7 separate regions of the Mus musculus genome follow, and all the other regions are linked to region 1. A link is a contact called in public HiCAR-type and promoter capture Hi-C data. All regions are on one chromosome and are shown on one strand. Each heading gives the region's core, a stretch centred on a gene start, on an enhancer-like site or on the middle of the called end of the contact. The rest is flanking DNA. Distances are from core to core; before and after follow the strand shown.

Region 1 (4,147 bases), core at 1,205-3,704:
TGGACAAAAAGGGACCCTCAGACACCCAAGTCTGCTCACATGTAAATGAGTTCAGCCACTATGGAAGTCAGAGTGGAAGTTCCTCCAAAAGTAAACATTGATCCTCTCTCACAACAGTGTTTATCAAAGCACTCTTCACAATAATCAAATTTTGGACCAATGCAGTGTTCACAGCAGAGGAAAGGATAAGGAAGATGTGTTACATATACAGAATGAGATTTTTTTTAACCATAAAGAAGGATAAAAACTGTGTATTTGTTGGAAAGTTAATGCAACTGGAGATGGTCATTTTAAAGCAATTTAGTTAGCGTCTGAAAGACAACGAGCATGTGTTTTGTCTTATCCATGGTGGCTCCTAGACTTTATAGAGATACAGTCATGTGTAAACATATGACATGAAGCAGAACTAAAACTGTCTAGGAGAGCAAAGCATACTAGTGAGAGGGGGCAGGACATGAAAAGGAACAGTAAAGAGGTATGAAGTGAAGTGTGCTTAGATAAAATGTACATTTACAAAATCTTTAAAATTATTAGATTTTTTTAAAGGGGAGTTTTCAATACTCCCACAGTACCTGAGTGTTCTTGCCATTGTTACAAGTGACAAAACTGACAAATCCTCAATGCTATTTCTTCCCGTTGCTGTAGCTGACACTCTAAACCTATTCTTAAAACACTTAGTGATGCTGCCCTGATTACATCCCAGTGTCTAAAAACGTACCTACTTTCTCTTCAGCACATTAACATCTTCTGTCTTTATAACCCTTTAGCTTTCTAAATCTCAAATCCTTCAAAACATTATGCACAATACAATCATTAAGTATGTTTATCTCACGAATGCTTCAAATGATTTGGGTTAATATGCCTATTAAATTGGCGCTGTGACTTTTGGCTTCAAGTATTTTCATACAGCAGAACTTAACATATACCTGCCATTCACATATATCATGAAACCTAGAATACACTAGACTTCTAATTTCTTTGATATAATAAACCATGGGATAAATTAATACTATGTTTTTAACAAGAATTCCATAATATTGGTTTCAAATATCTGATTCCAAACATTGCTACTTTCATGAAAAAAAAAATTTTAAAAAAATACTCAGTCACAAATCTGTGCTCCTGGTCTTCATGTCCAAATTTTACGACTGAATTGTAAATTTTGTGGTTTACTGACATATACAAAGACATTGTGTTTAACCTAAGGCCCTCACAGAAGCTGTAAGCTATAACAATGGAAAGTAAAATAGTGGATGTCAATTTGTGAATGTCATTACTGTAGTCACAAGATATACCAAAAATCATATAATTCTAAGCAGGAAAAAGTAATATAAACAAGCCAAAATTGATCAGAATGTATGTAATGAATTTGATAAAAAGTTTGCTAATTGGAAGTAACCTGATATATTCAGACTTGGTGGTTCACATTTTAATCCCAGCATTTGCAAGTCTGAGGCATACATATTGCCATTAGTCTTGAGAGCAGGAGGCAAGGCCATCCTACAAAGTGAAACCTTGTCTCAAAAATCCAAAAGATACAGAAAAAAAAATAATAAATTCCAGTTGATGAAGAATCCAAGTTATGAAATTCTTATGAATTTCATATTTATATTCTGTGAATATCGACATACTAATGTATTTTCTGTGGTTCCTGGTGGGACTTTAATCCTCTAAATATGTAATTGCAGACTATAAAGCTATTCAAGGCTTTATTTAATTCACTTCAAATTATTGACTTTCTGCTACTTTGGACATTCCAGATTCACCAAACCCTCACTGGCTTCTTCCTCCGTAATGGAGACTCCACTTCTGGCCCTGCTCCTCTGATCTGTTGCATATCTCACCACAACCTAGCTCTTCCAAGAATGATTTTTATCTCTACCTCATGTACCAGCACATGCTTGTCAGATCCCAAGAAAACCGCACCCGTCCCACTTTTAACACCCCCAACACTTTCTGCAGTTCCTCTGGGTGTGTACTTGCTCAATAAAAGATCAGATCAACAAGTGCCTACGGTCCCCCAAAACCACCCTTTCCTCCAGGAAACCTCAGAAGCCACCTCTAGAGTGAAGGCAGGCTTGCACAGACTCTAAGGTGTAGAACACACCACAGAACACACGCTTTGCCCGCCCAAGTTTCTGAGGCTCCAGGCGCGACCTACTTATCAGGTAAAGAAATGCCCCTCCCCACGCGTGAGGCGACCTACCTCCGCAAAGGGCGCGACAAGGAACCCCAAGCCACAGCACCTGAGAGCGTGCGCTGCTTGAGGGGACCCGGGGCCCGAGAGTACAGAGAGCAGGCAGATGCTACACAAGCCTGGGGTTCCTGAGAAGGAAGGACGCCCTCAGGCGGCGGGGGAAGCTCGGGGGCCAGTATTCCCGGCCATGCACGCTGATGCAAGCGCAGCCCGCAGGTAGGCGCCAGAGCCCAGAGCGCCACTCCTCCCGGCTTTCTTCCAGTGCCAATCAAGAGGGAGGCCCGCGGAGACCACAAGTCCCAGAAGCCTCTGCGCCACTCTCCTCGGAGGGGCTTGGGAGGGGCTCCGGCGGGCTCGGGCGGGCTCGGCGAGGAGCGGTTAGCCGGTTTGGCTGGACTAGGCAGGTGTTTCCTGCATCTTCCTTTCTTCTGCAAAATAGTTCAAAATAGTCTAGGACTGCCTGCAGCTCCTCTCCTGAAAGGCTGATTTGGTTTCTAAGGAGAGACTCACGGGGCTTGAAAAAAAGGAAAAGTTTCAGGAAAGCTTCTGTTGTGCCAACTCCTGTCCTACATGGGAACAGTCGGGAAAACAGATTCTTTGGGTTCATTTGTTGGCTTGTTTCCAAAGATGGTTTTAAAATCTTTGCTTCCTGCGGGAGGAAGCGCTATGTTTCTCATTTGTCCACCTGTCATATCTTCATCTAGGATTTTAAGTAATTTTTTGCCTCACGTACTGAAATTTCTCAGAAATTAAAATGCAAAGGAGATTCTAAGCATTCGGAAGTCACTTATGTAGACTTTACTAACAATGTGCTAATTTGCTAATAGTTAAAGGTTTCAACAATTGTATAGGATAAATTACCAAATATTATATCTGGGGGGTCTGCACAGCTCATTCTCCTACGTAAATGACCCTTTATTAAGGCAAGTGCTTGCATCTAGTCAGTTATTGCAAATGTCTTGGAAATGTTAAGCTTCATTGTTCTATCCATGTGTTTAAGAAAGTCAATAATTTTAACTATAATGTAATTTAATATAGCTTTCGTTAATCTTGCAACGGTGCTTTCATGCAAACTAAACTCGGGTTATTGTGACTGCTAAGGTGATGAACACTGTGAGTGCTCTACTGTGCTCACTGCTCTTCTTTGAGTAATGTAAAATCAAACCATCCAAGTTCATTTCAAGATAATGAACAGTCAAGTAGGAGTGATGTAGAAAAGTTGTGTTTGCGTTGATAAATAGTATGATATTCTATTTCAATTCCCCTCATACATTTATTGAGAAAATTGAGCTGTTACGTGCCAGTTACAGCCTTGATTACTGGTCAAGACCTGATTACAACTCCATACAAGACAGAGCACTCAGTCTAATAGTTAAAACAAATGGGTAGCAATTACCAAATACAGCACAGCCACTGAAATCCTGAACGAAAGCCCAGAGGTAGTTTTAACTATTTACCACCTAAATGTAAAGACCTAATGATTTCAACAACCTCAATAGTTTTCTTTGAACATCTTCAGATGGTTAAAGATGCTTTAGAATACATAGCAGAAAAAGAAACGTTTTAAGAAAATTATACAAGTTTTTGACTCACTCAAGACTAATGAAACACAAAGTGATCAATCAAATACATGCTCTTTGAATAAAGTAATGGACTCTATTTATGTTTTACATTTAATTCTGAGTGATTTTAGAGTCATTTTTAATGTCACAGTCTGTCGATGGGACTGTGACTAACCCATTTTTCTAAGAATATGTACAGATATCCTTTATAGATAAAGATATGTATAAGGTTAAATGACAAGCTTTATGGAAAGTGAAGAAACAGGCATACACATAATAAGCAAGCAAAGTACAGAGAAAGAAACCCCACAAATTTGAAGAAGACCTTCATACTAGGATCTGATTTTCATCCATAGAGCTGGGTTTTGGTGACCTGAGATAGTTCCCC
Region 2 (4,147 bases), core at 704-3,203, 2.0 Mb before region 1:
AGCGCCTACATGATGGCTCACAACCATCCATAGCTCCAGTTCCAGGGGAATTCCTGTGCTCTCTTCTGACCTCCAAGGAGAGCAAGCATGAAAGTGGTACATATATAAACACACAGAGATAAAACATTCACACGCAAAATAAAAAGAATACGTGAGTACAAGAAATTAACTTCAGGAAGATTGGTGAGGCTTCCTCAGTTTGTGGCAAAAACAGTCAAAACCAAAAACCCTGTGTGTGTGTGTGTGTGTGTGTGTGTGTGTGTGTGTGTGTGTGTGTACGCGCGCGCTCACAGCAGCAGGCAAAGTAGCCAACAAAGGTAGCAGGCAGTAACAAAAGAGTTGAGAGAACTACCTGTGAGCACACTCAAGAAGGATTCTTTTTTGTTGTTTTGAGCTTTTGAGATAGGGTCTTACTATGTTTTCCACACTGGCTACAAACTTGAGAGCTTTCTGCCTCAGATTCCCAAGTTTGGTGTATCTATCTGCCTGCCTGTTTCCCTCCAGCAAAAAACACTTGTAATGTTTCCAAACAAAAGAAGTTAAAGTATGAAGTACAATTTAACGGATAACCATCACTTACTGAGAAAAACAGAAACAACTTCATTAGGCCACACAAGGTGGTTAACACTGCTCACCTTCAACTCGGAGGCTCTCAACGGTTTTTTTTTTTTTTTTTTTAGGTTTTTGTTTGCTTTTTTAAGCAAAGAAAAAACTCACCCGTGTGATCGGCACAGATTTTAGACAAGCTTAGCTCATCAGTACAGTCTTCATTTATCTTATTTTTAATATCTCTCATTTTGCTCATGATGGAATCAATCGTCACACTGCTGCCAATTAACTCTTCAGCCTCCATTTCTAAATTGTAACTCGTCTTTGGAATAAATAAGATAGAACATTAGTTTTGTAAACATATCTATCTAAATGTAACTGTTATGAGGTAAGTGTTAGTGGCAACTAAATCAAACCAGAGCAACAAAACCCACAAGGACATAGCTTGTAATTTACCAGAACAAAGTTTCAACGAACCAAAAACATCTATTCTTCCCAGTATGAAACAGCATTGAGGTTACACTGTGTGAACCTGGAAGATAATGCTCTCATGACGCTTTTGTGTTTTGAGTAAGGGTGTTAAGTAGCCTAGGATGGCCTTGCTCTCTCTGATTCTGCAGCTTATCTCCTTACATCTCCCAAGCACTAGCTGTACATAGATACACCACCACGTCCAGCTGACGCCTTTGAAAACTTCATTTCACTGAATGTCTTTCTTTCACCTACGGAACGTAAGGAATCCGTTTGGTAATGACAATAAGTTGTCCCTTTGGTCGCCTACCCTGCCAGAGTAAATATTGACATTGCGCGCATTCTGCATCCTTCTACAGATAAGCGACTTTCAGAAGTTTGTCCCAGACAAAGCCCTGATTTGTGCTTTTATCCTTCTAATGCAAGCATCGAGGTACTTGTCACAGTACTGGAGCCCAGGCGCTCCGGTTATCTGCATGAATGTGTTGGTTAATAGCCCACAGTCTGCAGGCTTTCTGTCACTCTGTCTGCCATTCTCCACAACGCAGTAACTAAAGCTCAGAGCCACCGCGGAGTGTTAACAATAAAAATGGGCCCAAAGGAGGGGAGCAAGGGGTTCCCCACCTCCTCCCAGCTCACAGCCACCCACGGGGGCAGGTCTTGAGAGTTACACAATCAGTCCTGACCCGCACGGCGCACCCGCTTCTGGGCCCTGCTCCCCCACCAGCAGCCCAGGACCTACAGGCCGTACCCGCCCGCCTGGCCGGGGGCTCAAGCGCCAGCTCGCTCGCCGCCACCCTCGTCACCCAGCAGCCTCCCGCCGGCCGCAGCCTCTCTGCCATGCCCGCTCTGATGCACCCACCTCTGAAAGCCAAGCTGCAGCCCAAACAGCAGCACCCCAACCCCTCTCCGGAAACACGTTTGAAATTTCCCCGCTGCCTTCCCCGCTACCTCTCATTGGTTACGGCTCGCCACGTGGAAGCGTGGGCCGTGATTGGCTCCTTGCGTCGCACCGCCCCTCCTGCGTTGAGGCCGGACCCACCCACTTCAAGCGGCCCGGGGAGTTACCCGCAGCTGCCGACGCGCTCGCCGTGCTGACCTGCGCCTGTACGGTCAGGGGTCAGGGTCTTTTTCTTTGGTGCTCTCCCGCTGGACCTTGCACTACCCTCCAGGGAGCCCTGGCCTCGCCTTCAACCCAAGACCCGCCCTTCTCTTTGTTAGAATTCTGGTCCCCTCCCTGTCGGGACATCCTGGCTGAGCTCCTTTCTCCGAACCATTCCCCCCCCCCGCCCCCATCCCCGTGATGCTGTCTCAGTTATGAGCTCAGCTGCTCTTAGGAGAAACGCTTCTCTAGGCTTTCTCAATGGTACCCAGCTCCCCTAGCAGACTGTGTGGTCCAGGGGAACGGTTTCATGGGCGAGAAATGGCGCAGATGCTGTGTTTTTGCTCTGGTTTACTCTTGATAGTTTTGCTTTGTGTAAGAAGCTACAGCAGTAGCCAGATCTCTCATCTTCATTCAGTAAGTGATGCCCTCTGTCACAAATTGCTGATACCCAAATCTGTGGATATTCCAAGTCTTTAAATAAAGAGGCATTGTACACACAACCTATGCTCTATTCCTGTATACATTTATTTTCTTTTGGTGGGGGAGGGGAGCTAGTTTGTTTTTGTTTTCGAGGCAGAATCTCACTGTGTGTGTATTCACTGCTGCCACAGAACTGACTCCCTTTGCAGAACAGGCTGGGGTTAAAGGCATGTGATTTAAATCTCCCAGCGTCCTGAATACTTTAAAATTTATCGTCTATGCATCATTTGTAATACCCAGTTGAATACAGAAGTGATACAAATAGATGTTATATAGTGTTACTTAAGAAATATTGACAAGTTGTTCAATAGAGACACAGGAAAAACATATTTTTTTCTCATCTACAGTTGAGTAAATCCATGAATGTAGAACCTATAGACACAGAAGGTTTAATGCAAAGTTAGTCTTTAAAGTATTTTTGGTCAAGCATAAAAGCTGAAAAGCAAACCTTAAAAAGATCAGACTATCTTCATGAAATTTAACTGTAGACTAGAACACAGCTCAGTAATATTTATAGAAATACAAGAAAACTCAACAGGGTTGTCGTTACACTCTTATGTAATTGAAAAAAAAATCACCAGACTTTGAAAACAAGAAAATGTAACTATTAAGGGGGAGGGGGAATAAGGGATCAATTAAAACAGACCAGAAATGACACAGATGACATATTTGGCTAATTAGGACATTAAAATAGTAATGTGTGCTGTATTTTATGCACTCCAAAAACTTAAGAGAGAATTCTATAAACATGTTAAAGAGAAATTCAGAGTGTGTGAGAAAAAGCAAAATAGATGTATGGAAATGAAATGTGCAAGGTATGCAATAGAAAGTACATTATGTGGGGTTAGAAGATAATTTGCTGGGAAAAGAAAAAAAATCACTAGGCTTGAAAGCACAATTTAAAAACTGTATGAAGGGCTGGAGAGATGGTTCAGCAGCTAAGAGCACTTCTTGCTTTTGCAGAAGCCCCACATCAGGTGCTCACCATCGCTGGTGACTCCAGCTCCAACGGGAATCTGGTGCATCTGAGATACCCACACTCAGGTGCATTTACCACAGATGCACACACACAAACACAACTACAAATAATAAAAAGAAGTCTTTATTTTAGAATACATAAAATTAAACACAGGGAGATAAAAGTGAACAAAAGCAGTGGCAGACTGTGAAACAAGGTGGTCTAATATACATACAACTGGAATTCCTAGAAGAAATGAGGGGAAACTGGAAAAAAGTGGGCAGTCTGTTCAACTGTGATCAAAACTAAAAACCAACAACAACAGACTGAACGACATGGAGAATCCCTCCACAATTTATGATTGTATTATAGGAACGTAATTAAGTTGTTTAAAACTGGTTATGAAGAGAAAGGTCTTCAAAACAGCTGAAGGATAAAAGACAGTTAGTTACACATAGGAAGACAACCATGAAGACGACAACAGACGACCTGTCAGAAATGATGTAAAATGCAAAACCTATTTCAGAATACTTTAAAAAAAAAAAAGCTGGCCCTGACAAATTTTACATCCACCAAAAGTATTA
Region 3 (4,147 bases), core at 703-3,202, 1.8 Mb after region 1:
GAGTAAACAAGGCATAGCCTCCCTCCCGTTACCACTAAGAGTCTTTCTTAATTTTTTGGTTTTTTTTTTTTTTTTTTTGGTTTTTTTAGTTTTTTTTGTTTTTCGAGACAGGGTTTCTCTGTGGAGCCCTTGGCTGTCCTGGAACTCACTCTGTAGACCAGGCTGACCTCGAACTCAAAAATCCGCCTGCCTCTGCCCCCCGAGTGCTGGGATTAAAGGCGTGAGCCACCAACGCCCGGCAAGTCTTTCTTAATTTTAAACTACATTTTCTTAATTCTGTAATATTTCTAAATCATATCTTAAAGCATGGCCTGGATATATTTCATCTAGAAAACAAAATCCTGCAATTACCCCCAAAGAGTAAATATACTTAACAATTACTGAACGCGGACTTATTTTCCTAAACATATTTACAAATCCGATTACCAGGAAATTTAAAGTCGAATGAACGTTTACGTTCCCGGTTCACAACTGCAACTAAATGTACCTGTATTATGGAAGTCCCTTTACAGCCATAGGCAAAAACCAGTATCGTTATCCATTTACCACCACACCAAACCAAAATAGACCTTTTAAGCCGGCTTGGTCCACCAACTGAAATAGTTAACTCTGCTTCACAAGCGACTAAAAATGGGAACACACCCTAACTCTTTTACCTTCCCCGGCTGTCTCCAAACCGACACTTGGAAGCTCATTCTCTCTCTTTTTTTTTTTTTCCACCTCCCATACCTGCTTTACAAAGTATAAACAACCAAACACATCTCACCGGAGTTCGGGGCACCGCCGGGTCTAACCTGCACCCCGAGGGCAGCGGCTAGCCTGGGAGCTTTTAACCACAGGGCAGTGTTAACCACCACCTCTCCCCCTGCCTCCTTGGATCGGCCAGTTTCAACCAAGCTTAGGTCTGAAACTTTCCACGAACGCTTAAGAAAGACGCGGACGAAGTCTGCTCCTCACCCACTAGGCACCCATCGAGAATATGGAGGTGGGAGCGAGCCCAAGCCTTCGGCGCGCCCCTCGCAGGCCGCCCTGGGCCTCGGCTCGCTGCGCTACCACCGCGCCGCCTCGCGCCGGCCTGCCCGAGCCTTGGCCCGGGCGGACCCGAAGTCGGCGCGCCTGCAGCGCGTTCCCAGCGGGCCATCGGCCGTCCGGGCCCCCGTGGCCCCCGCGGCCCCAAGCCCACCCGGAGCAGAGAGCTGAGTATCACGGCCCGGGGGTGGGAGACACCCCGGTGTCGGCGAATTTCGCCCCCGACTCTCCCCCGAGGGAGACCCGAGCGTACCTTTCAGGAAAAGAGCCCCAGCGCTGCCACCGCTCTTGCCCGCCGCCATCTTCCTCCTTCCACGCCGCCTCCTTCTTACTCCATGGCCGACACCGGCGCGGTGCTGGCGGGGAATGGGGGCCGCGCGTCGGGAGGGTAGCAGCCGCAGGGTGGCGGGCCTCGGGCTCGACCTCCGCGAGGGGCGCTCCCCGCCGGCCGGGCCCCCCACACAAAAGCGGGCCTGACGGGAGGCGGCGAGGCCCACGGCCTGGGCTGCTTCTCCTCAGGCGCCTACCGGGGACCGTGAGCGGCGGCGGCGGCGCTTCCCGGGCCCGGCTCCCCTCGGCACACGACTCCCCATCCACCGGGCCGCGCCGGCCTCTGAGGAGCTCCCTCCGCTCCCCTCCGCCCCGCTCCGCCGCTGGCTCCGGAGGACGGAGAACGGAGCGAACGCTCACACGCCTTCTACGTCCCGGGCCGTAAAATGGCCGCAGCGGCTTGAGCCGAGCGAGGGCTCCGCGACCGTGAGGCGCCCGCGACCCCTCGCTGCTCCAGCAGTGGCCGCCGCCGCCCGCCCACCCCGCCCAGGCGTCAGAGCATCAGCCCAGGCCTCGGCGACTGTCCATGTGGACGGGGGTGGGTCTCCGCCACCGCCGCGCGTCGGTCGCCACAGCAGCCCCGCCGCCGCTCCTCCCCCACCGGCCTCCGGGCCCGCCCCGCCGCCGCCGCCGCCCCAGAGCCTCTCTCTCCCTTCGGGTCCCTGCTCGCCCCCCTCCGGGCTCGGCCGAACCCGAGCCGGGGGCTGTCGTCCTGCCGGCCTGGGGTGGCCTTGTCTGGCCGGCCTTGGCGAGGGACGAACAAAAACCCCTTCCTCGGAAGGCCCCCATGGCAGAGCCGGCCTGCGAGCGCTTGCCAGCCTGCCGGCCAGGTATTCTATTTGGTCGAGTCGCACCACAAATTCTAAAGAAACGCTCCAAGTTCTTGTCTGACCCTGAATTTAAAACGTGCCATGGGAAGGAAAAAAAAAAAAAATGAAGCCAGGTAATTGGAAAATAAAATTGTGTTCACATCCATCTTCCAAACAATGCATATATGATATGATTGAGCCAGTACACTTTGTGTGTGTGTGTGTGTGTGTGTGTGTGTGTGTGTGTGTGTGAGAGAGAGGGGGGGGGGGGAGAGAACACAGTAGACTATGATACAATTTGAGGGGCTTTTTTTTTTCTTCTTTTTTCTTACAAACCCCATGTAGTGGTGTAGGTTTTTCCCAGTCCATAAAGGGATAGAGACAGGTGGATCTCTCTGTCAGATGGAGGCCAGCCTGGTCTACAAAGGAAGAGCCTGTCTTCAAAAACAACAACAACAACAACAAATCCATGAAAAATGCAGAAAATGAAAAAAAAAAGTTACAGAAATTCAAGCCCCTTAGCTGTGTGGTCAGCTAATAAACATTTTTTTCTTTCCTTTCCTTCCTTCCTTCCTTTCTTTCTTTCTTTCTTTCTTTCTTTTTTTTTCTGGTTTTTTCAAGACAGGGTTCCTCTGTGTAGCCCTGGCTGTCCTGGAACTCAGAAACCCGCCTGCCTCTGCCTCCCAAATTCTGGGATTAAAGGTGAGCTAGCGCTACCACTGCCCGGCTACATTTTTTCTTTAAAAAAAAAAAAAAAAGTGGGTGGGGTTGGGGGGAGGGTGTTTTGCCTGCATTTAGGGTGGGAAAGCTGCTTCTTGTAGTTACTTCAGAGGCCGGAAGAGGGTACCCAGGCTAACCAAACTGCTGAATCCATTTCTCCAGCCCTTTGAGTGAAAAAGTGAAACATAAAAAACAAAAGATTCTAGGCCTTTAGGCCCAGGCTTGAGAATGTGACCTTTGTGACTCAATGCTCCATGGTATGCTAATCATAAAACAAATAGCGGCATTCCTCCAGCAACCTGCTTCCTGGGTTCAGGGCATGTTTGTTCAAAGAAAGTCACCCTGACCCACCCTGACCATTGCTGGAACCCTCTATGCAAATATGCTATTGTTAGAGGCTCCTAGAAAACTGTCTTGACTTTCCACTTAACTGGTATTTTTGGTATTTTCCAACAAAGCCCTCCCCACCCCCTTGAGTTATGGTTTCTTCCTTTAAATACCCCCTTACCCAGCTACTCTGGGCACCACGGTCCTCTACCCCTTCGTGGTGTAAGACTGTGGGCCCAAGAGTGCTCTTGAAATAAAAGTCCTTTTGCAGTTTGCATCAAGACCATTTCTCGTGAGTGATTTGGGGTATCACCTCTCCTGAGTCCAAACGTGGGGGAGTCCTCACGTTGTGGGTCTTTCATTTAGTGCATTGGCCGGGAATCGCGACCACCCCTCACACCCAGAACCGACTTGGAGGTATAGGGATCCCCCCTGGAATGTGTGTGTGCCGGCCGGTGTCTCTATTCTGAGTGTCTGTTTTCTGTTTTCTGAAACAAACGTGCACTTGTTGTGTTGGTTTGTTTGTCTGTGTCTCGTCCTTTGTTTCTGAAGCACAGAGCAGCCTGAGTTTGGATCCGTCTGAGTTTATACTGATCAGCCTGAGTTTTGGATGCTGATATGCCTGAGTTTATACTGATCAGCCTGAGTTTGGATCCACCTAAGTTTGGTTTCTCTGGTTTTGGTTGTCCCAGTGGAAGCGGATGATGGGGTTTTCTGAAACGCACACTTTGTATTTGCAGCTGTCCTCTCGGACCATAAGGACCGGAGGACTGTGATCGGCAGACGTGCTAGGAGGACCACAGGCTGCTGCCCTGGGGGATGCCCTGGAAAGTGGGGAGAGCCAGGAATGCCTGGTAGTCTCTGGAGATTGGTCAGAGGGACCGAGTTCTGTTGTTGAAGTGGAAGCTTCCCTCTCTGAAATCGTCTAATTC
Region 4 (4,147 bases), core at 684-3,183, 1.8 Mb before region 1:
CCACAGAGAGTGTGTGAGGGGTTGGGGAGATGGCTCAGTGGGTAAAGAACTTGCTGTGTAATCATGAGGACCTGAGCTCAGACCTCTGGAACTCACTCAACTCATGTGAAAATGATGAGCCTGATACTGGAGAGGAAGAGAGAAATTTCCCTAAGGCTTTCCAGTTGGCCATTCTAGCAGAACCAGCAAGCGCCAAGTTCGGTGAGAGAAGCTATCTCCCAAAAATAAGGTGGAAGACAGCTGGTGTCAACCTCTGACTTCCGCAAGCACGTGTATGCAAGCAAGACACACAAACTCATACAGGACACAAAAAAGTGATCACTATCTAGTCGATACATGCTCAGTGCCTTTTAGATAACCTCTTTTTTTTAAAAAACAATAAGATTTATTTATTATTATACATAAGTTCACTGTAGCTGACTTCAGACACACCAGAAGAGGGTGTCGGATCTCATTATGGGTGGTTGTGGGCCACCATGTGGTTGCTGGGATTTGAACTCAGGACCCTCTGAAGAGCAGTCAGTGAGTGCCCTTACCAGCTGAACCATCTCACCAGCCCCTAGATAACCTCTTATGATGGCATCTTTTTCCTATAACTCAGCCCTATAAGTTAATGTATTTGATTTTATTTTGTAAAGTTTTTTTAAACAATACTATTTTACTAATTGAGAATTGCATAGAATATTTTTTTTAATCAAATTCATCCCTACTCCCCCAACTTCTCCCAGATCTACCATCTTCACCTCCTAAAAGCTCCACAATCTCCCCAAACTGCCTGGAAACAAGTGTTCAAACACATGAGCCGGCAGGGATGTGATGACTAATCTTAGTGGTCAACTTGACACACTTAGGGAGAGGGAACCTCAATTGAGAAATTGCCTCCATTAGATTGGTCTGTGTCTTGTCTGTGTTTATGTGGGGGTCGGAGGGGGGGTAAGGGGAGCATTTTCCTGATTGCCAATTTATGTGAAAGGGCCCAGGCCATTGCGAATGGTGCAACCCCTGGGCCGAGTTATATAAGAAAGCAAGCTGAGCATGGGGCAATCGAAACAAGCCTGTAAGCACCATTACTCCGTGGTTTTGGTTCCCACCTCACCTTCCCTGGATGATGGGTTGTAACCCTGTAAGCCAAACAAACCCTTTCCTCTCCAAGTCGCTTTTGCTCAGTCCGCTTCTCACAGCAGCAGAAAGCAAACTACATCAGAGACTTTGGATTCAAACCATAATTTATTTCTGTACTAATTCTCTCCTACGTCTTTATCTTCTTCTTTTCCTGTGAACCCTGGAGAATGGAGATCCGTTCTGCTTGTCTGTGTAGCTACTGTTCTTGGGATAAAGCTTGGGTCACTCAATTTTTTTTTTTTTTTTTTTTTTTTTTTTTTTTTTTGCAAATAAAGTAAGTACTTTCAGATACATTTTGTGACATTTGACAACTTCAAAGCACTTTTTAATGACAGTTCCTAACTTTTTACTTTCAAGTTCTTCCCAAAATACTAGATTCTACATTAACATATGTCAAAGGAATAGTCAACAAATGAACTTGCAAATGAGCTAGTGACTCATAATGAAAAAATATTGCACTGCCTCCATATGCGGGGCCCCATAATAACTTCTGTTGCTTTAAAATTTAATGTCGTCAGTTCCATATGCAGTCCCTGCCTTTATTGGCATTTAAATCTATAAGCTCTCATACTTAATCCTTAAAATTAATGCAATGTAATATGCTTAAAATCTGTCAAGGAATCAGAGTGAAAAGCTGTGTGGACATACAATTCACCACATTACATATTGATTTCTTTGTTTCTGACCCAGGCACATAGAATCAATGTTTATGACAGTAGTTGATGAGGGGGAGTGGGGGCTAAGCGAGCTTCCCATGTGCACTCATAGTCGATAAGTGAAACAAAGAGATCTACTGTGAGTCACATCTCCGGTGGAGTTGATTAAACCTGAGTGCATGTGACTGAAGCATCGCAGCATGCAGGTTGCATTGCCTGGAGGGTATCTGTGGCTGGCGGGAACAGCAGGCAGTGGCTTTCTCTATGCCCAGTGATTTCACTGCGTAGATATAATTCCAGACAACTGCAATTGAAAACACTTGGACTCTCGGTAGCACTGCAGAGACAACCAGGCCATAAATGACAGAATGGCTGCTTCAGAGATCCCTTCACCCAGGAACAGTGAGGTTTGACAAGCGGAGAGAAAGCAGCAGCAGACAACAGCCATTCCGTTAGGTTGTCAAGGCCAGAGTGGAGGGAATCCCGTCTCTTTGTTGGTCTTGCAAGCAGGCAAGGGAGAAGAAATATAAGCAGGTATTCAAGGAGAGAAAAATTGTATGTGTGCTGTTTTCACAGCTGGGCTGAGCACATCATGAATTACAGAGGAACTTAAGAGCGTTGGGGGAGGGACTCCTGGAGGGTAGAAAATGCCAGCATGTGGTTATCTGTGTGTCCTGACTTTCGCAAATATTCACAGAGTTCCTGCTGGGATGCATAAAGAATATAAAGGACACAAGCCAGGTCTGGGCTCGGGTAGCCTTGTTCGGCTAAAACACACCTTTCCATTATCAATTAGATTGCAGCCTGGAGCTACAGTGAAAAGCTTTCGGTGCCTTGCTGGGACAGGCCACCTTCCACGGAGGGCGGAGATTTCTCGGGCACACCTGTACTGTTGCTATCACTGAGATAATTATTCTGGAACTTGTTTAGCATCTTGGGTATTGGGGGTGCAGTTTAAGAAAATGATTCCATCTAGTCTCTTCATAAAAGTATGCATGCAAAGGGCAGCGTTAAAAGGTGTTTTATTTAATGTTCAAATTCAGCAATGTACTTATTTCCAAAAATCTTTATTAAATAATCTGGTGCTTTTAAAGCTAGATTTAGGAAATCTAGCTTTACTGATATAAAAAGGGGAAAGCAGAGTTTTATACTAACCACAGTGGGAAGTTATTAAGCAGAATCAAAGGTTAGGAATTTTTCCTTTCAAATGGCTAGGCATACACTGCCAGGCAGAGAATCCCTTTTAATACAGGTATTTGATTTCAGACCCTGGGACAAGGAAGTGAGATGCATATATTACATACCAAAGCAGACCTGGCTTCCAGGTTTTCCCAGCATCCCTCAGTCCCTACCTGGCACACCTTGTCCCAAAACTTGAACTTTCCAGTCCAGGGGCTGGGCTGCCCTTTCCCTTGAAGCTCTTTCCTATATAATCCAGACATTTTGTGCGCTCTCTCTCTCTCTCTCTCTCTCTCTCTCTCTCTCTCTCTCTGTCTCTATCTTCCTTCTCTGTGTGAACAACCTTTCTCTTTCTCCCCTACTTCCCCATGTTGATTCCCCTGACCTCAATCCTTGGGGCCAGTAAACTCACCTGAAAGCAGCTTCCCAATAAATCTGCCTTTAGTATAATCTAATCTGGTATGAACTGGCTCATTTCACTAGCAGAAAAATAATCTATCAATAGGATTCTGAAAAATCATCGAAAACTTTTGTAAATAGAAAAACAAATAAATAAAACAGGAACTGGACCTCTAAATCATGCATAGATTTGGGGATCCAAATATGCTCAGCTTAGCTATATACCAACTATGTAACATCTGGGTAGTTAGGTAGTCTATTTTATGACTTTTCCCAGGAGGGCAGGAGCAATGTCTACTTATTCCAGAAGACACATTGATGATAAACCAAAGAAACAATTCCACCCCAGTCTAGCTTGCTGACCAGTGTGTTTATTGTAGTTTCAAACAGGACTACAGGAGACAGGTTACTTCCAGGAGTTTGGATTAATCAAAGGCAACGATAGAACAAAAAAGCCTCTCCATTTGGATGAGAATTCACGTAAGCTACATCCCTGAAGTGTTTTGCATGACCTATAGGCAGCTCAGGCTGCTGGAGTCTCCTCTCGTCAGTACCTTACTGTGTGCACAGTCTTGATGAGGAGCCTTGTGGCTCCTGTGAGTTTCAGGAGTTTCCTGAGACTAGCTGTGTTTACTTCCTAGGCCTTGGAAGACTGTTTATTCCCTGAGTGTTAAGGAGCCCCCCTCTCCATCCAGTGGGGAGATGATTCAATCTGGAGAAAGAAGATACACTACACAGTGTCTTAAGACCTCAGTCTCCTGTCTTTTTTTTTACTTAGATATTTTCTTTAT
Region 5 (4,147 bases), core at 933-3,432, 1.7 Mb after region 1:
CAAGCAAGTATTCATTCTCTGAGCCTCTGTTTTCTCCTCTATAAAAGGAAAGGCTGTCAACCTGGAATATTATTTTGTAAATCAAACCTTTAGGGGTTTTTTTTGTGTGTCACATCACTACTAAATCGCCAGCTCATAAACTGTTAACAAAGTATCTCTTTCTGGGAATCACCATTATACTGTGTGAGATTTATTCAAATTGCAATGTGTTTTTCAAATTGCAATGTTTAAATAAGATGTTCTAATATAATATATATAATAATATAAATGAAACTCCAGTACCCAGGGCCTCACACACACACACACACACACACACACACACACACACACACACGCGCGCGCACACACACACACAAGGCAAGGTCTTTACCCACTGAGTTACACTCCCAATCCTGTACCCTAAGTGGAGTTTTGAATACCAAGAGAAAGTTAAAAACTAGAGAATGGTTTTTTATGTGGAGTTCTTATGGATTTATTCAGACCTTGCATGGTGGAAATCTTTAAAACCATCTAAAGGCCTTTCAAAACCCAGATACAGTCCAGTTGTCTAAACAATAAGTGATCCACCACAGACGCCAGGCAAAGTCACAACAGGATGAGCGAGGAGCCTTCGGCTTCTCTCCGATTTCCTGGCCACTGTTATTTTAAAATTTGATCGTGTAAACAAGGGAAAATCCCTTTCGGACAAGTCCCATGGACTATAATTTGCATCTTTGTTTTTAATATGTTGTAGCTTCTATGAAAAATCATAGTTGTTCACTTTTTCTTGCTCATGTGTCTAGGTACTAAAGACCATATGTAAAATCTATACTCCACGGCTTTTTAACTGTATAATCGCAATACTCTTTTCTTAAGGGTTGTATTCTGTCCCTGCCTTTTACAAGTAACTTTTGAAAACAAATACAAAACTTGAAAGGAAGAGGGAAAAAAATGGGTAACAGATCACACACACGAAATAAAAACACTACAGGCCGACGAGCATCAGACTAAAATGACTTCTATTTATCACTGTGCCTGTTTACTCCTGTGCAACTGCAAACACAGAAAATGGGCAGACATTTAAAAGTCAATGAGCTGTTCTGAAGAACTACATTGTTTCTGGGCTTCCTCTGTCCCCCTTGTAGCATTTGTGGCCATTTCTAAAATTAATGCTAGAGAGCACTAAGGTAATTTTTTTTTCACTAAACATTTCCCAGTTGGAAAACCACAAGCCAAGATGTCTTGAAGTCGAGTTAATTTGTACAGAAATGCTGCTGTTCCGCAGCCAACCTTTGGACCATGACCACCACCAAGCTCAAGACTCAGATTTTATGGTGTTACAGCCGAGCCTCAAAGGCTGTTAAAAGTCTCAAGCTGACTAACTATATTCGAAAATCCTGCAACTGTAACACGAGAGCAAACTAAAGTTTTATTCAACACATATGAAATCGGAGCAGCGTTTGTGTAGCGCTCCAGCAGTATCTCCACATTGGGATTTAAACAGCTCTGCCCTACATACTTTATGCCGGATAAAATGTATCTTTGTGTAAAAGTTCCTGACATAGATTATCTAAGAATGGCCTTATCAAATTATTTCCTATTTTAAAATACAATCCACAGCTAGCACGTTTTAATTAGTTTAAGACGATTTGGAATTAAATAACAAAGTTATTTTCAGCAACACATCCGTAAAACTCACACTCAAAATACTAGAACGCTTAGGAACTAAAATTCCAGCTTTATAGTATGCTACCATGGTCTTCTTCGACACAGCTAAATTATTAATGGTATCAATTGATCTTTACTCTGACAACAAACTAGACTGTGTAGCTTTTTCACTGTGTTTCGAAAGGAGAAAATAAAACTATCTTGCAGTGTCGGGTGGGACTCGTCAGGTGACAGGAGCCCCGCTGGCCCGGGAAGGGGAAGCCAGAGCTCCAGTCCGCGCCGGGCAGAGCAGAGGCCAAGGCGGTGAGGACAGGCAGGCGGGCAGGCGCCCACACTCACCCGGCGAGGCAGGTGCGCGAGGGGTCGCGGCCGTGGAGAGGCTGCCGGGCTGCGGGCGCGAAGGGCAAGCGCGACACCGCGGCCGAGAGCGAGCACCGGAGACGACAGCACGACGGCGGCCGGGATACGCTTCCTGCTGGGACAGATCCCGGATCGGTCTCCACCCGCCGGCCAGAGAGCCCTGCAGAGTGCCCAGCCTGCGCACGTCACTGCTACGGAGCGCCCAAGGGGGCGGGAGGCGGGGCCGGAGGCGGGATTTTGTGGGACCGGGGCGGGGCGGCTAAAGAAAGGGCGGGTCTTCATTGGCCAGTGGGCGGGAACAGCCTAAGGGGCGGGGTCTTGGGGCAGAAGGGCTGAGAGGGGCGGGGTCCTAGGCAGCAGGACAGGGAGGACTCGCAAAGCGTAGGGTCTTGGGAATGAAGGAGCAGAGGGACGTGGCCTCAAGTCAAGGAACGCCGGGGCGGCTGTGAAGGGGAGGCCTCAAGAGCTAGGGTTGAGAGGGGCGGGACCTCATGAGGCGCCGGGGAAGGGGGTGGTTGAAGGAGTGCTGGGTAGGGGCGTGGCCTAATGGCGTGGGGCAAGAGAAGGGCGGGGCCTCAGGTTCCGACCGCATCCCTGCATCCCTGCAAGCCAAGGGCTGCAGGTAGCCCCTCATGACATTCCCTACCTCGCAGTGGTAGTTGTTTCCACTGCCACAGCGAGGGACCACAGCAAAGAGTCAGTTGAAGAAAAGTTGAGAGTGGGACAGGCGAATTGCGGAGGAACTCGCTTGTGGGGATTAAGGGTGGCACCGCAGCCCATCTAGGCTCGTGCTCCTCACCTGCCTGCGTCAACTTCCTGTTCAGCCCTTGGAGGATTGAACCACGGAAGAAAATTTTTTCTTCTCTGGCTAGCCTCCCATGCAGATATCATATTTACTTCTTACAGCCCCTGTATTTCCACCTCGCCCCCTTTGTTGTTGTTTATCTGGACTCTTGAGAGAGTCTCGGTCTGTAACCAGGCAGTCCTGGAACTCATCATGTAGCCCGCGCAAGCCTAAGAATAGTGACAATCCTTGTGGGCTGGTTTTATAGAACTGAGCCAACTGGCCCGCTTTATCTTTCCGGTTGTTTAATTTTACTGTCCTTATAAGGTCATATGTGGGTCATCTTTTTAAATTAAATATTACATTCCTATGCAAATTTGAGAGCAAACATCTCCTTTACTAGAAAAAAGAGGTTAATATGAAAACAAAATAAGGGGCTGGCAAGATAGTTCAGCCAGTGAGGGTTCTTGCAGCCCATCCTGAAGCCCAGCATGTTTCAAGGAGAGAAACAACTCCTCATATTGTACTCTGACCACTGGGCTCTGTCTAGAAGATTCCCAGAGAAGACAGGTTTCAGGAATTCAAACTGGACCTGGTGCCTCGTGCTTGTAATTCTAGCTACTCGGGAAGCTGCATGTTCAAGACCAGCATGGTCAGTTAGTAATATCCTGTTTCAGAGAGAGATGGGCTATAACTAAGTCCACGGTAGAATACTTGCCTAGCATGTGAGGCCCTGGGTTCAATCCATATCACCACAAAAAAATGGTAAGGGAAGGGTCAGGCATTCAGAGACGACCCAAATGACTTGATGAAAAAGCTACCTTCCACTGAACACATTTCAAATTCGTAAGACAGTAAGTAAAATTAGGGAAACTAAAAAAGAGGAAGGAAAACCAAGAAAGGAAGTAATTTACAGCAACCACAGAAATGTAGCTCCAAGATTGCCAAAAGAAAAATCTCAACTATATCAAAGATTGTAAAATAAACTAAAACCAGGGGCAGACTTATTTCTCAAATTCCAGTACTAAGGTGAGAGAGGGGGATAGAGGGCAAGCAGAACCCTTGGCTCACCATTGGCTCACCCTGGCCAGCCATTCTAGCAGAAAAGGAGAGCTCTGGACTCACTGAGACCCCACTACAAAAAATAAGAGGATGAAAGACTGAAGAAGATGCTTGTGTTGGTTAGGTTTTTTATCTGTTTTGCTTTGTTTTATGTGGGTTTGTTTTGTTTTGTTTGGCAAAACTTCATGCAAGTTAGAGTCGTCTGAAAGGGAACTTTAGTTTTTAAAAATCCCCCATCAAATTACCCTGTAGGCAAGCTTATGGGACATTTTCTTGGTTGATTGATAATTGATG
Region 6 (4,147 bases), core at 1,232-3,731, 1.7 Mb before region 1:
TACAAGCAGGCTTCCCCCTGCAGCTGGAGAGGATGAAGAGGCACCCACCCCTTTCATGTTAGTCATTGCTACCACAGAAGCTCCTGAGCCCCAGGGAACCAGAGGAGAGGAGGGTTTTCCCTCAACACTGCATAAATGTCCTGCTGCCTGGATTTCCTTAGCTAGGTCTAATCCTGCCACATTCCTTCATTTTATATGCTTTAGCTAAAACCAAACTGAGGTGGACATTAGTACTGTTTGTGCTATAGACCTGCTGGTCACAGACAGGTACAGGATTAAACTGAGGTAGGCATTAACACTGTTTGTGCTATAGACCTGCTGGTCACAGACAGGTATAGGAAAAAAAAAAAAAAAGTGCCACCAGTCAACCGGACACCAGCAGAAGAAAATCACAGCATTCCTGCAAAACCTTAACACAGCTTAATGTTGTAAGTCCCATGAGCCTCCCCAACCAAGAGCTCACCTTCATTACGGCTAAGAAGTCAATGTTCTGGCAGATAAGCATAAACTTTATATAACTTAAAATGTCAATATTGCTGTAAAGGAAAAAAAATTGTACATGAACTAGGAGATATTACAAAATTTGGGGGGGGGGGGCTCGATGGGTGTTTCTATGACCCGAAAAGAGTATGTTTTCAAACAGCAGAGCAAAGTGAATAATGAGTGTTTACAGACTGTGCTGTGCCTATGAACTGAGCATAAGCTCCCAACCAAATGCAACCACATCAGACCATGGGGATCTGAGACGCGGTTAAAAAACCAAAGTGGAGAGACTGCACTTTGAAGTTCACCAGTCTGCAGTTCAAATGGAATAGACTGGTATGAGCTGTACCCACATTTACTCAACTGACGAAAGCATTTTAAAAGGACAGCACAATTGTGAGGGCCTCAAAAGCCTTCCTGGTACAGGAGAGAGAGAAGGGCAGAGCTCGGGCACCACTGGTCCCCACACTAGGCAGCACACAAGAACTTGTTTCCTCAACTTAGGTCCGTGCACAAAACATTAAAGCCCAGACTCAAGTCACACAGTAGGCAGGCACTAAATACATGTGTGTTTATGGAACTGATAAAATTGGTTACAGGATGCAAGTCTGGATACATGATGGAGAAGACAGGTAATTTACCTGTGACTTTCCCAACACAACTGAAGATCAACATTGGAGCTTGCTGCTTCTGAAATCAGTAAGCTCCTTTTGAAATAATTACCGAAGCTGGTAAGTTCATGGTAAAGACCAAAAGCTCTATAGTAAGGAATTCATTTCAATAAATCTATCTAGGAGATAGTACATTTCATGAGGCTCAGCTTTAACAGGGAAAAATCTTTTAAAGGCACCTATGACTAAGCAATAACAAAAAGGGAGGATTTTTGAGAACCAGGACATGCCTGCACATACAGGTAGGCCAGCATTTTCCCAGCTATTGTGTCCTTGTATCAAAAAAGATTGGGTTAAGAGCTTCAGTAGTTTACGGGGATTTTCCAAGTAGTATTTTATTCCGCCTTCTACCCCACCCACTTAAATTCTAAGACAGTCTGCCTACTGAGCAGGCAACCAGCCAGCCTAAACTTTAAACCAATCATTCTTGTACTTTTTTCTATATCTGATTAAGTAACTGACAAAGTAGATTTTTGGAGATGTAGTTTAACTCTTGGCTAAGGAAATCAAGTCTTAGCAATCACATGAAACATAACTGACACACTACAGGCGCATTACATGTGTCTTAGTATACATGTGCACTATTTCTAGTTATTTAACTTCTTCTAAAGAACAATATTCCTAAAAGAAGTCAACACTCGACAAACAGAGTAGCTAAAAATAGAAAACACAATTTATTCTTAAAATGAAATTTACCACAGCACTGGAGGAACAAGGGAAGGACCATATGTAAAAGTATTTGTAACACCCTAGGCTAAAAAACAACAAAGAAAATAAATTAACTGCGACCTAACAGGACAAGTGTGGTTTGCTCAGGTGTAAAACTAAAAAGGACTTGCTGGGGACGAGAGGATGTAGAGCAATTTTTTAAAATGGGTTTCCTCCAGACGCCAGGTCAGCAAATCAAAGTAGTCTAAACTGCCATAGGAAACATAAGCCGACGGGGTGTCCCAAGTCCGGAACCTCTAAACTCAGCAAAGGGCCCCTGGAGCCGACAGCTGCGGCAGGGGACTGGCTCCCTTGGGTCCCCTCGCCAGTTGCCAGTGCGGGGTGTGTGACCCCTGCGTGTCCACCGGGTCCGAGCCCGGCGGTCACCTGCCCGCGCGTCTCCTACGGGCGCACGCGCTGCGCGTCTCCCGCGATCCCGCCCGCTCGGCTCACCGCCACGAAGCCTGAGCATGAGGCGACGAAGACGCGGACCACCATCCTCTCGCTGCGTCAGGGATCGCCGCTGACTCGGTCACAGAAGTTTAACGCGACTGAGGTAGCTGCCGACTCCCGTGCGACCGTCGGAGAAGACCGCAGCGACGCGTCTGGCTCCCGCCGCTCCGCGGATGAAAGCCCAGCGCCTCCGCCGCGGGCTGAGCGAGAGGCGGGTGGGGCCAGGCGGCCGCGGGGGCTGACGGGAGTTGTAGTTTCCTTGGCGCCCAGAGTGACCAGGCACTGCGCTCCTTCTGTCCGGCGCCTGCTTCACGGGAATTAATCGTACACGCAGGTGGTTTAGGAAGGACCCGGAAGCGGGACAAGCTAATTGGCGGGAAGCCAGTTTACAAGAACACAGCAAACAAGACAAAGGGTTGGGTGGAGGATAGTCCAAGCTTGGGTTTTGTTTGCGGTGGAGACGGGTGGAGCATCCTCTATCAGAAACAGCCATGGAGCTGAGGCGACCCACTGTTTTAGAGACACGCAAAGGCTCGCCCCAGAGACCTTGGCAGTTCACGGGCTTGGACAGGCATGGCAGTGGGTTGAGCTTTTGGTGTTTTGTTTCTCCTGCAACCCTGAAAAACTGTTGAAGAGGAGTGTTGTTATTTTTCCTGGAGGCGGTTTTATTATGTAGCCCAGGCTGGCCTGGAACTCAACTTCACCCTCCCTAGCAGGTATTACAAGCATACATCACCACGCCTAGTTTGCAAAGGGAATCTCTTTGGTAAATGAAACAGGCTTTCACTTTATTCTAAAGACACTGAAAACTGGAAAGCCAAATGAGAACAAGACCGATATTTTATTTTTCTTTGCAAAACTGTAATTGTAGTAGAAAAGAATAAGTACTGATAGAAATGAAAATCCCCCTATCAACATTGGGAATCAGAACCCTCCCTCCCCACCCCCTACCCCGCACAATGCCTTTGCCTCTGTGCACCTACTGATATTTACAGTTGAGCCAAATCTGTGTCTTTTTCGAAATCGCTGTGCATTCCAACGCGGTATCCCAGGAGGATACCATTAAAGAGAAAGCTTTCATGAAGTGGCTAATAGGTTCCGAGTAGTGCTTTAGCAGGTTGTATTGGCTTGGCTAAGGCTCAAGCCACTCCTAGTTTTGTGGAAGTGAACCAGTTTCCCTCACACTACTGTATTTACTTTCTTCATTTCACCAAGGGACTTTAGCAGCGTTCAGGGAATGCTGCTAATTAATTCTAGAGAGAAGAAAATTGTGTGATGAAGTCTCCCACGTTTGCAAGTTTCTGGCACAAATGGTTGCTTGAAGGACTTTGGTTTTTAGACTTACTAATATTTCAAGTTGCCAACCTTTCCTGTGGCTTATGTCTTAAATAGTTTTATTTGTATGTATGCATGTATGTATGTATGTATATTTTTGTTTGTGTAGATCCATTTAGCACAGCATACTTGTGGAGGTCATGGGACAACTTTCTCCTTCTACCGTGTGGGTCAGGATTAGCAGCAAGTGTCTTTACCCACTGAGCCATCTCAGTGGCCCCTTCATTGCTTATCTTAATCCACTTTTGTCATAGGCCTCTTTAAACTTAGTAGAGTAAGAATATATAATCCTGGTGGGTCTTTATTTCTTTTTAATGTTAAAAACTTAAATATAAGTTCTGCTGTAGCTATAACACTCTGCAATTGTTCTTTAGCTTTTGCTATCACAAACATGGAAATGAAGGCATATAAAATGTGAAATAATTTTCACAGAAGTAGATACATTATTTCCTGTATAAATATGGGTCTTTACAAAAGGAACCATTCCCTCCCCCCCA
Region 7 (4,147 bases), core at 1,165-3,664, 1.6 Mb before region 1:
ACATATTTGTACATCGTGGTTGTTCCCACTGTAGGATGGCCGTGCGGCCACCAGGCCCCTGGTTACAGCCTCCATCTCCCTGCATGGCGGGGGCAGCAAGTGAGTGTCTATGGTCTGCCTGTGCTGTTCTCAGGAAGGGGTCTGTGGATGGCGTAGCGATTGCAGGGCTCTTTCTGTCTTCCCCCTCTTTCGATGTGCAGCTTGGTGGTAGGCAGGGCTTTGTGGGTCTATGGCCTACATATGCTGTGGGGTGGAGGGCAGGTCTCTGGGTATCTTTCTCCTGCCCCTACCTTATGGCATGGCAGAATGCAGGTCTGCTTTCCTCCTCCTGTGCTGTGCTGCCTGGATTTGGTTTGATTTTTGTGTGTCCTAGGCATAAAACAGCTTTGGCTACTAAGCCAGGCATCAGGCTAGGGATGAAGAAAGGACTGCCCTCTGCTCTGCCCCTGACTGGTAGAAGAACAACATCAACAAGGTGTTTCATTGCACAATGCCCGGGGGGCGGGGGGTTGTTTTTTTTTTTCTTTCTGTTGTTTTTTGTTTGTTTAAGACAAGATCTTGCTATGTGTATAGCCAAGGCTAGGAGTTGATATATTCCTGTCTGAGGCTCACACATTTTGGATCATATCTGTCACACACAACTTTTTAAAAGAATGGTATCTTATGAAAAACTGAACTTTTGTTGAGGATGATCTGCTATTGTAATTATAAGATTATATGCACGTATATATATATACATACACACACATATATATATGTATATGTGTATATATATATATATATATATCTTTATTGTCTGATGTCAGGAAAACTATGTCTACCTCTGGCTAGTAAATGGTTTGAAGGTTCTAACAAGTCCTTCTGATTCTGCAATAGTAGTTCCCTCATAGGAAAAACTGCAGTTTCTTAAACATATGTAGAAATGGTTTTTTTGTGTGTGTGTGTCATTGCCATAGAGCATCAAACATGGCAAAGTCCTGCAGGAAAAAAAAGGGGGGGAGGGGCATTCATTGGCCAATGGGAGTCTGAAGCACTGTAGTAACAGGAATTCCTGTGAGACTAGAATACAAACCCAGAGTGCCCAACTGTGATTAGGATTCATCCCCAAACACAATCTTTACAAACGGCAGTTAAATATTTAATGCAGTTAAATAGTTTCAATTAGTAAAAATATTAAAATGTGGTTTGGTAGCTTCAGTTCTTTTTTCCTGGAAAGCTGTAACCTGTGTAGTACACAGTGAAGTGAAATGGTATAATCAGAAAACTGAAGTCCTAATAAAAATGGCAGATCAAAGTCATGCCATGTAGAAAGGTGAAGTTATCATCACACTTGGGACAAATCTTTAAAACATCAATTTGGTAAAACTGGCTTTGAGGAACTATAAATTATTTTGGTTATTTTTTTTCAAGGTCAAATAAAGTAATTGTTATCTCTGATAGAGTAACACTGTGTGGTGTAATAAGGACACTGAAAATGTTATACACAATTAGGTATTTTGTTTGGGAGATTTCTAAAATTTTAGATACTTTTTTGACTTGCCAGTAATGCTATTACCCTGTTAGAGAAATGCTCTAAAGATGCTAGATTTGGAAGTTAATAGCCATGTGGTTCTATCCTGATCTCACCGCTTACTACCCCCTGAATCTATTTTCTGGAGTATAAATGACAGCAGGCTTCAATCGGGAACTGAACAGTCTTATTAAACGGTCTGGATGAGAAGCTCAGAGAGCGTCAGAGCCCCCGTGGAAAAGATTTTCTTTATAGCTTCTTTACCTACTGCAATTAATACTGCTTAGTGTGCACTGTCAAGTTTAAAAGAAAAATTAGCCATCTAGCTGCCCTTAGCCCACTGTCATGCACTTCAGAATATTTCCTTTAAAAACAATTCTTTGAAAACATAACGAGAACAAACGTGTTCTCATTATCCTTTAGCCCCAGATTTCCTTCAGAACTTAAAAATCATGCGCAAGCCATATTCAAGATGTGTTATCTCAAGAAAGTCCAGAACCCAGGCAGCAGTATCATGAAAATATCAAGTCCACACCCTCCTACACATCAATTTCAGCGGAACCAGAAAAGTACATTGATTTCTTTATAACGAAATCCAAAATATTCAGAAAAAAATAGGGCCGGTTTCCAAGGGTTTTGTCCACAGACCCTTTCTGGAGCCGGCGTCCCTCTATGAGAAGGGTTGGCATTCTTTCGGTCTGTCCTGGGTGCTGGGCTCCGTGCAACTGTCCTCGCGGGTCGCGGTTCCCCGCCTCACCGGCCCACCAATGGTTGATGCCTCTCTCCTCGCCATCCCGCCTTCCGATGCCACAATAACCAATAGAAATGAACGTATGGAGTCCAGTAACCAATGGGAACTGGGGGAGGCGGAGGCCGGTCCTCCCGCGGTGCAAGCTGGGCTTCTGCTCCGTTGCCCAGGAGCCGAAGCCGCCGAGCCGCCGCCCGCAGCCGTGGTCCCTACAGTGAGTGAGTTCAAACTCCCCGCAACCGCAGTCTGCAGCGTCCGGGTACTCTAGGTCTCGGACCGTAGCTGTCGGTCGGACTCGGGGATCGGCCGATGATCCAGGCAGGAGCAGGAGGTGCCAGCTTGGAGGGTGAGGGGCGGGCCTCGGATGAGAGAGGAGGTCTGCGGCCGGGGGGGGGGGGGGGGGGGGATGGACGTGATGGGGCGGGGCGAGGCGGGGCTGATCGGCGGATGCTTTGGAGAGAAGGAAGAGAAAGTTGAGAGACTGGGATTTGTTAGCCCCCTAAAGCAGAAGGAAAGCATGTGCAGACGGATCCAAAGAAGAACGAAGTTACCAGAAAGAAACCCCTGGAGACTGGTGTAGATCGGGATGGGAAAGGAGGGCGCGCGGAGCCTTTCAGAGACTCTGGAACAGTCTAGGATATTATTGTTAACACTGTCGTTAAAGGGGAGAGACACTTTGGTCCAGGCTGTGGATTATTTTTATACATCATTGAGGGATGGAATGGAACGAATGAAAGTAGTTAGCAAAACCTACCTGTTGGCAGAACTGAGTTGGGGTGGATGCACATGCCTTTTGTTTCGCGCTAGCTGAATAAGGGAACAGTGTTTCCCTGTGTGACCAGTTCACCTGAATGTAAATTCTTAGTCACTTCATGGGCTTGATACGTAATGGTATCTTTTGGTTGGTAACAAGTTGCTAGGGGCTGTATTTTTCCTCCAGAGAAGTGCAGTGAATGGTAGACACATTGTGAGGATTAATTTTACGGAGGTATTTGTACCTATATTTGGGTAAGTGGGGTGGGGGCGGGGTGTGGAGGAAGGTTTTATGAAAGTAAATTTTCTTTTAGGATTGATTAATTGTGTGTGTGTGTGTGTGTGTGTGTGTGTGCGCGTGTTTCCTGTCCTGGACCAGCTCCTGCCTGCACATCTCAATCCCGAAGTTTGAGGGTCTTAACTCTTGGCCCAAGCAGAGTAGGCTTGACCACATACACATGGATGCTCAACCGTGCGTTCAGGATTAGATAGATGTCTTTGGGATCAACAGTCATAACTTAGGGCTTGAGAGCTGATTCAACCGTTAAGAGTACTAACTACTCTCCCACAGGCCCTAGGTTTGATTCCCAGCAGCCACATGGCAGCCCACAACTGTCTGTAACTCCAGTTCCAGGGAATCCTACGCTGTCTTCTGGCCCTTCTAGGTACCAGGAACTGTATCCATGGCACACAGACAGGCGTTCAACAAAACACTCACATAACTAACTTACTAACTAAACAAGCACACAAATAATCAAATATAAGTAAGTAAATTTAAAAAGTCATTTAAATGGTGAGGGATCGGGTGAGAGAGCTACAGGCATCCAGGAAAAGGGTAAATGGAGGTTTCATTTTTCTCATTCTCATTAATCTGTATTCTTTCTAGTCTCTCTCCACACTCCAATTTTCTATTAGTATTTACAGTATTTCACCCTGTGATCGGTTGTGCATTGGTTAGTATGTTTATTCAAATGTGTGGCAGGAAAGACGAGTTCTCTTAGTTCTTTAAATTGATGGACCGTCATTCAGACGTCAAAAGCAGTTGATGCCTCTGGAAAATAAATATTTCCAAAACTGTATCTCTTTAACATCACGGAACTACTTCTGTCAGACTTGCTAGAAAAAGACTCAAGCAG

Evidence for each region. Promoter capture Hi-C pulls out the DNA fragments that hold promoters and counts their contacts. HiCAR-type assays count read pairs that join an accessible place to other places. Capture Hi-C pulls out chosen DNA fragments and counts their contacts.
Region 2: a contact with region 1 is called in a promoter capture Hi-C map of pre-B cells, with 2.3 times the contacts expected there. The contact joins the promoter of Ttk here to the promoter of Mei4 in region 1.
Region 3: a contact with region 1 is called in a HiCAR-type map of astrocytes, with 4 times the contacts expected there. The contact joins the promoter of Senp6 here to the promoter of Mei4 in region 1. A contact is called at or near these places in 1 of 39 promoter capture datasets (pre-B cells) and 2 of 115 datasets of contacts at active chromatin or transcription factors (astrocytes and embryonic stem cells).
Region 4: a promoter capture Hi-C map of the 3T3-L1 cell line shows a contact between it and region 1, with 6 times the contacts expected there. The contact joins the enhancer-like site here to the promoter of Mei4 in region 1. A contact is called at or near these places in 3 of 39 promoter capture datasets (the 3T3-L1 cell line, frontonasal cranial neural crest and hippocampal neurons) and 1 of 115 datasets of contacts at active chromatin or transcription factors (astrocytes).
Region 5: a promoter capture Hi-C map of adipose tissue shows a contact between it and region 1. The contact joins the promoter of Myo6 here to the promoter of Mei4 in region 1. A contact is called at or near these places in 1 of 39 promoter capture datasets (pre-B cells), 1 of 484 Hi-C or Micro-C datasets (embryonic stem cells), 1 of 115 datasets of contacts at active chromatin or transcription factors (astrocytes) and 1 of 9 other capture datasets (adipose tissue).
Region 6: a contact with region 1 is called in a promoter capture Hi-C map of pre-B cells, with 2.6 times the contacts expected there. The contact joins the promoter of Sh3bgrl2 here to the promoter of Mei4 in region 1. A contact is called at or near these places in 4 of 39 promoter capture datasets (the 3T3-L1 cell line, cranial neural crest, hippocampal neurons and 1 more) and 1 of 115 datasets of contacts at active chromatin or transcription factors (astrocytes).
Region 7: a contact with region 1 is called in a promoter capture Hi-C map of pre-B cells, with 2.9 times the contacts expected there. The contact joins the promoter of Lca5 here to the promoter of Mei4 in region 1. A contact is called at or near these places in 2 of 39 promoter capture datasets (the 3T3-L1 cell line and pre-B cells) and 1 of 115 datasets of contacts at active chromatin or transcription factors (pro-B cells).

What each region holds. Positions count from the first base shown.
Region 1 is chr9:81,861,977-81,866,123 of GRCm38.p6, reverse strand. Mei4 (meiotic double-stranded break formation protein 4) reads right to left here and starts at 2,454. Exons shown (of 5, transcript NM_175213.4): 1 at 2,207-2,454.
Region 2 is chr9:83,832,495-83,836,641 of GRCm38.p6, reverse strand. It overlaps Ttk (Ttk protein kinase), which reads right to left and starts at 1,953. Exons shown (of 22, transcript NM_009445.2): 1 at 1,883-1,953; 2 at 718-871. The coding sequence starts at 853.
Region 3 is chr9:80,064,708-80,068,854 of GRCm38.p6, reverse strand. It overlaps Senp6 (SUMO/sentrin specific peptidase 6), which reads right to left and starts at 1,952. Exons shown (of 24, transcript NM_001311110.1): 1 at 1,283-1,952. The coding sequence starts at 1,331.
Region 4 is chr9:83,627,332-83,631,478 of GRCm38.p6, reverse strand. No RefSeq gene overlaps it. Among named protein-coding and RNA genes, the nearest start is that of Gm36120, 52 kb to the left of the region's middle. Within about 2 kb of position 1,933, at least 28 of the 459 cell types and tissues checked have an H3K27ac peak or open chromatin away from gene starts, as enhancers often do.
Region 5 is chr9:80,163,069-80,167,215 of GRCm38.p6, reverse strand. Myo6 (myosin VI) reads right to left here and starts at 2,182. Exons shown (of 33, transcript NM_001039546.2): 1 at 1,987-2,182.
Region 6 is chr9:83,546,672-83,550,818 of GRCm38.p6, reverse strand. Sh3bgrl2 (SH3 domain binding glutamic acid-rich protein like 2) reads right to left here and starts at 2,481. Exons shown (of 4, transcript NM_172507.5): 1 at 2,316-2,481. The coding sequence starts at 2,360.
Region 7 is chr9:83,439,366-83,443,512 of GRCm38.p6, reverse strand. Lca5 (Leber congenital amaurosis 5 (human)) reads left to right here and starts at 2,414. Exons shown (of 8, transcript NM_027448.2): 1 at 2,414-2,604. The region is part of intron 1 of Gm2087 (predicted gene 2087); the gene reads right to left.